Regions from separate parts of the Callithrix jacchus genome. Here region 2 is linked to region 1. A link is a contact called in public Hi-C data. All regions are on one chromosome and are shown on one strand. Each heading gives the region's core, a stretch centred on a gene start, on an enhancer-like site or on the middle of the called end of the contact. The rest is flanking DNA. Distances are from core to core; before and after follow the strand shown.

Region 1 (3,421 bases), core at 433-2,932:
ATATTAACCTCCTAAACAAGTTTTCTCTTAATTTAGCATTGTAGTTAGAAAAGTTTTGCTTAGACCTGCCATGTCAGCAATTTATTGAAATAAAAACACCTTTAAAATGAAGAAATCTGACCTCAGGAGAAAATACTAATACTGCCCCTCAAAAAACATGCTGATGTGTAATAGCAACACATTTTTATGAGTTTTCTTTCACACAAATCTCGCTTTTGTTTTTTTGAGTCAGGGTCGCACTCTGTTGCCTAGGGTAAAGCAGGTGGTGTGACCATGGCTCACTGCAGCCTCAATCTCCCAGCCTCAAGCTATCCTCCTGTCTTATCATGTTGAGTAGCTAGGACTAGAGGTGCATGCGCTTCCATGCCCAACTCATTTTTTACTTTTGTTTTTATTTTTGTAGAGACCAGAGTCCCACTATATTGCCCAGCCTTGTTTCAAACTCCTGGGCTCAAGTGATCCTCCTGTCTCAGCCTTCAAAAATGCTGAGATTACAGGTGTAAGCCACTGCCCCCGGCCATGAATCTCACTTTTAATCACAGCTTTTATGTATTATTTCCTTTGATATTTTTCCTTGTTGTTATTTGAATAGTATATACTGAAATTTGCACTGAAACAACAGAGAAAAATAGATTTTAAGGTTGTTATAGGCTTTAGCTGTATCAAGGCATATGAAAATAAAAAATTAAGAACAATTTGTGTTTTAGATTTTATATTCAATTTATTATAACGAAAACATTTTATAAAAATACAACTTTTTATAATCCCAGGTGAAATCCTTGTTGTTAGCTTGTTTGATCTTGCTCAGCTACACCATGTATTAAATGTTACCCCAGGCCAGAGTGTACTTAGCTATATTTACATGGCAGTCATCTCTCAGTACTCCCTGACCAAACCAAAGGGAGTTACTGTTGAAGACAGTCTAGTTAACCATCAACTAGGTGCCAACTCTATTGAGGGTCACTATGGTGTATTATAAATCTCAGTGATTTATTAAAACTAATGAAACTGATGTGCCCTCCTTATTTCCATTAGCTGTTTATTATTTAAGACTGTCAAAATTCTTGCTGAGCCACTATCTACATTAGCACAAAATAAGAAAATGATTCTAATATCATGTTTGTATCTATATGACCCCAAAACATCATGTAAAAAGCTTTCGGTCATTCATCTGGATCTTATGCTTCTACAATGCCTAACATTTAAATGTGTATAGAAACTTAGAAATTTTTTATATGCTTTAGATGGATATTTCAGTGTTTGTGAAAAAATTTCCCAATATGTTGAAACCAGCGTGATACTATATATTGGACCAAATGCAAATTAGCAAATAATGGGTGAGGCTTCTGAAAGGATAATTTTTCCAAACAACTGTATAATGGAAAGCTATAGTATTTACCAATTATGTAAGAAACCACAGGTGAATTGAGCTTTATTTAGTACTCTGTAGCTTTTCAAAAAGTTTGTCAATAGACAATGAGTACTTAATCTTTCCAAAATGATGTGATTATTCATGAATATGCATTATTATATTGGACTGTAACATAACAGCTCTCCTATCTCCTCTCTCACTGTCAGCTTGTCAGCTCTCACTTCTGCCGGAGTGCCTACCTCCACTAGACCCAAGTGAAAAAGCATCCTCCCACCCCCTGGTGCACTGAAATTAGCCCCTCCTGCTGTTGTCTGCAGGGTGTGGTTATGACCTTTTGTATAGGCTTCGTCTGCCCAGACTGGGGTGGACATTTCTGCTATCAATCATCAGGGGGAAAGCTTGTACTGAGAAAAGAAGCTAGAACATAAAAAGCAGGCTTCAGAAAGGCAGAGAAACGCGTATGTTCCTCTCTAACATTTTGTTTGTTGAGTGCACCCTTTAAGCAGTCTAAAGTCCCTTAAGGTTGCTCAGAGGTGGCAGTGCTTGAAATAACATTGCCACAAGGATTTAGGTTAAGGGCTGTGCAAGGAGGTTTACAAAAGGAGGCAGTGTTATTCAAACTGCAACTCACCAATGAATCATGAAATCAATTTAGTAAGCTTCAAATCAGCATCTGAAGAGAAGAGAAAACAGCCAGCATCACATGTAATAGGGGTAAATATTGTTTTCTGAATCTTGCTTCAGTTACATGTGTGTATTGGATCATAAGATGAACTATATTTCTTACTGTGAGTCATAATGGAAAATATTTGGAAGACACTGCTTTAAAGGACCCACATCTATAGCTGAGATTATACGGTTTCATGTTACTCTCTATGGCTTAGACTTTAGCCAAGTCATGTCTAAATTTCATCCTTATCTTTGCTGTGATTAAAGACTAGGGCTTATTTCCATGCTTGAACCAAGGAAAACAGCCCCCTCCTGTGGCCAGCTGGAGTGATAGATATAAATAAAATGAGGGGTTGCCCAAAGAAGGGCAAATATCTGCAAGAATTTGTGCTGCGATATGTACTTCTTCCCATTTGGAGCTTTCCCCCATGTACTGTTACCCTATAGAATTGGTTTCATTTTATAAAGGAAATCTGGCAGCTTCCTTATTTCCAACCTACTGCTCCAAATAGCTAAGGTGTGATAAACTGACTACAAGTGACAGAACTATATCTCAATTGTTTCTGCATGGCTAAGGGTCTCTTATAGGTAGGATGACTAAATGTAGACTTTATCTTCCAAATGGGACATTACAGAGATGAGTGGTAGCATTCATAAAATAGGACACTGGGCTAGTAGATGTAAACTGAGACTCTCAGGCAAGCAGCCTTGGGTGATCACCCTTCTCACAGGGAATGAAGAACACCACTCCTCTTAATGGCAGCTCCTTGTTTTTTAGGGTCTTCCTGTTTTACAAATGGTTGAAATGAACAAAAACCTAAGCTCTGGATAAACAGATGACAATGATACTGAATAGCTTCTCTTTAGCTATGAAAAGTGAAAGAAACAAAACAACAGAATATCAAATATTAATTGATTTGGTTTTAAAAGGAATTATATGATGATGAGAGATGAAGACTTATCTTCCTAATTAATTTTTATGTAATTAATTAATTTAATTAAAGTTAATTTGGTTTACTAGCTTTACAATGATTAAGAGTTAGGAGTTGAAGTAAGAGAGGAAGTAGGCCCCAAAAATATTGAGTAGTAGAGGGAAGATTGGCTGGTATGGAAGTATTTGCTAAAGGTAAGCTAAGGAAAAATAATTAAGATGGTCATATTTTTTAATTTATTTTTTAGAAACTATGCAAAAAATGTTAAGAATGAATCAGGAGTATGTAATTTAAATAAAAATTGTTTATGGTTTAAAATATAACATAGCATCCTCTGACTCCACCTTATAAACTGCTTTTAATTTGAAATTACTTTGATTCCTTATTTTCAAATAAACTATTAATAATATAATATCATCTCTGGATATTATAGTCTCTAGAAGCAGAG
Region 2 (3,421 bases), core at 589-3,088, 250 kb before region 1:
CACTGGAAGAAGGTGGTAATATAGTCCTATTTTCAATTAAGTTGTCTTTAGTTGTATATTCTCTCCAAGTTAGACTTCTTAAGGGTACACACAGACACTGTACATTCCTAAATTTCTTTATTTGGGCATGTAGCTATGATTTCTGAGAAATAGCACAGGTAGTAGTTCCTCTATAACAATAGGAGTGAACAATTGTTAAGTATAATATTCCTGGCTGCAGTCTAAAATTTTTGCATGAATCATCTCGTAAAATCCTCACAACGACATCAGATAGTGTGGCTATCAGACTAGTGAATTCGATGATGTAAAAACAACAAAGCAAGTTACATAATGTAAATTATCTGAGAAATAGTGAGATATTAGCAAAAAGATCTACTTGGCTGATGGACTGAAGCCCCTGGGACCAAAAGGGCCTCGAGGGAACCTTTGCATAATATCTCTCAGTAGGAGGCTCTCCTGAAATCATTTCTAGAGGGAAGGTTTAGTTAGGGCTTGACAGGAAATCTGTGCTTCCTCTGGTCTTGTGAAGCTGTGTTCCCCTGAGACAGGGACCCTCTATGGAACTCCTATCTGGACCACTTCTCCAGAGTGATGCATTCAGAGTTGGTGAGACCCTACTTTTAGGACTACTGTCTCTCACACAGATAATTTTTAAAAACTTGCTTACAGTTTTGTTTTGACAATTTCTAAGTTTTGTATAACCATGAAGGCCCAGGGACACAATTATTGCTGTTTGCCATAAAAAAACAGAGGGTAAGACTCTTGAACAAACAGAGCCAGAAAACAGCTACAAATGTAAAGCTGAGGAGACTCATCACAACCCCAGAGTACACCCCTAATCTAATACTCTTCCTGGGGTTATTTTGTCTTTTACCAATTTCCCAACTATTCATTGCACTCAAGGGTTTTTTGGTTTTTTTTGTTGGTGTTGTTTGTTTGTTTTTTACATGGAGTCTAGCTCTGCAGTGCAGTGGTGTGATCTCTGCAACCTCTGCCTCCCAGTTTCAAGCAACTCTTCTGCCTCAGTCTCCTGAGTAGCTGAGATTACAGGTGTGTACCACCACACCTGGCTAACTTTTGTATTTTTAGTAGAGACAAGGTTTTGCCATGTTGGCCAGGCTGTTCTCAAAGTCCTGACCTCAAGTGATCCACCCACCCCAGCCTCCCCAAGTGCTGGGATTATAGGTGTGAGCCACTGCACCCGGCCTCAAGTTTTTTTTATTTCCAAAAACACTCTTCTTTTTTTTTTTTTTTTTTTTTTAACAAACTCTACAAGATACCTTAACTCTAGGCAATTTCTTTCTTTCTTTCTTTCTATTTTTTTTTTTTTGAGACGGAGTTTCGCTCTTGTTACCCAGGCTGGAGTGCAATGGCGCGATCTCGGCTCACCGCAACCTCCGCCTCCTGGGTTCAGGCAATTCTCCTGCCCCAGCATCCAAAGTAGCTGGGATTACAGGCGTGCGCCACCATGCCCAGACAATTTTTTGTATTTTTAGTAGAGACGGGGTTTCACCGTGTTGACCAGGATGGTCTCCATCTCTTGACCTCGTGATCCACCCTCCTCAGCCTCCCAAAGTGCTGGGACTAAAGGCGTGAGCCACCGCGCCTGGCCAACTCTAGGCAATTTCTAAAAAATCTTAAAGTTAATCTGGCTTGGGGTACCCCAACCCACAGTCAGCTGAAAAAAGAGGTTCTGAAAAGAAAAATTGACTTACCTCATAGAATAGGCCAAAATAGGGAGAGATGTCAGGCCTGAAAACATGGATAAGGGACAAGATCTCATCTTTGTAGCCCCAGAGCAATTCATCAACTGTGTGAGTCACAAACAGCTTCTGCTGATAGGCTTTCAACATGGCCTCGATGATCTCCCTGAGGAAGTGGACCTGGGACCACTCTATGACGGTCTGTGGAGCAGAAATAAGACAGGAACATGCCCTCCAAAGCACCCCACCTACTCTCTCATACTACCCCTCAGCAAAGGGGGTTGGAAATGTATGTGTAAAGGTTGAGATTAAATAGCTGAAAACTCAGCCAGTGAGCTCCTTTCTGGCTGCATATCCATGACAAAGCCTTGGTACTACATTTTGTAAGTGTAGTATTTACAGAGACCGTCAGACACCACAAAAGGGGAAAAGCTCTTGTAAACATATCGGCATCTTTAGCCACAAGGTGGTGCTACCTTCCTCCTGAGCAGGGCCAGAGGCTCATTATAAACCCTACCTACACCCCTGGGACTAGGCAGCAGGGACCTAATACTCTCTAGGTCCTGGGTCCATCATCAGTGTCCAGCTACATACGGAGCGGTCACCTGGGAGTTAGGGTGGGAGAGTTGGAAGGGGTTGGTGTAGGTGAATTAGAATGTTTACTGGGCCATGCACAGTGGTTCATGCCTGGAGTGACTGGATGACACGGGAGGATCACTCGAGCCCAGGAGGTAGAAGCTGCAGTAAGCTGTGATCTAGCCACTGCACTCCAGCCTGGGCGACAGAGCAAGGCTCCGTCTCAAACTAATAATAAAAAAATTAAATTTAAAAAAAAGTCTCATAGGTATCAGTACAGAATAGATGTAGAATAGATGTATTATTATGTGGAATTACCATTATAAACAGAGCCCATTGGAATCACAGTAGGCTGTAATCAACAGCCCAGTCTATTGATTTCTGGTGTCTATTTATGTATTTTTAGAATATCAAATCCAACATAAAAATATGAAGTAAGAAATGGTATACAAGTTTCATTGCTCAAGTTTCTGAAAATATTCAAATAAATATTTTTAAAATTATTAGCTACCAAAAAATCCTAGGGGGTAGGTGAATTAGAATGTTTACTGGGCCATGCACAGTGGTCACCGTGTCACAGCTTCTGCTGACAGGCTTTCAACATGTTTATTTGCACATCTGCTAATCCTGAACACACAGGAAGAAACTGTGAAAACAAATCCTAAAATCTGAATTCTGGCATCATTTGAAAGATCTTATTTGATAGATCTTAGAATAAAGGCTAAGATTAAATAGCTGAAAACACAGCCACTGAGCTCCTTTCTGGCTGCATATCCAAGACAAAGCCTTGGTACTACATTTTGTAAGTGTAGTATTTACAGAGACCATCAGACACCACAAAAGGAGAAAAGCTCTTGTAAACATGTCGGCATCTTTAGCCACATGTTTAAAGAAGAAAAGAATTTATTTTTCTTTTTATATGTGTATATTTCAACATAACTTAAGGGCTCCTAAATGTAAAATCATAAAGAGCATTAACTTAGCTTTTTCCTTTCTTCCAAGATCCAAACTAATGATATTAAAATGCCGACTTACCAATACAGGAATATTTAACGTTCTAATTAAGTCAACTTTAGGGTCTCCAACAGATTGGTCTCGTTCAAAAACATAGGCCTTGTTGCTAACAGCAGATATTGTTGTTC

What was found. Hi-C and Micro-C count contacts between places; a contact is called where the count stands out from the background.
Region 2: a contact with region 1 is called in a Hi-C map of skeletal muscle, with 7 times the contacts expected there. The contact joins two enhancer-like sites. A contact is called at or near these places in 2 of 3 Hi-C or Micro-C datasets (both in skeletal muscle).

What each region holds. Positions count from the first base shown.
Region 1 is chr3:121,683,967-121,687,387 of calJac240_pri, reverse strand. All of the region lies in intron 7 of CCDC158 (coiled-coil domain containing 158), which reads right to left. Among named protein-coding and RNA genes, the nearest start is that of SHROOM3, 47 kb to the right of the region's middle. Within about 2 kb of position 1,682, at least 2 of the 16 cell types and tissues checked have an H3K27ac peak or open chromatin away from gene starts, as enhancers often do. A contact at or near this core is called in skeletal muscle, where this site is marked.
Region 2 is chr3:121,929,683-121,933,103 of calJac240_pri, reverse strand. SCARB2 (scavenger receptor class B member 2) reads right to left here. Exons shown (of 12, transcript XM_002745692.6): 3 at 3,315-3,421; 4 at 1,716-1,904. Among named protein-coding and RNA genes, the nearest start is that of NUP54, 33 kb to the left of the region's middle. Within about 2 kb of position 1,838, at least 2 of the 16 cell types and tissues checked have an H3K27ac peak or open chromatin away from gene starts, as enhancers often do. A contact at or near this core is called in skeletal muscle, where this site is marked.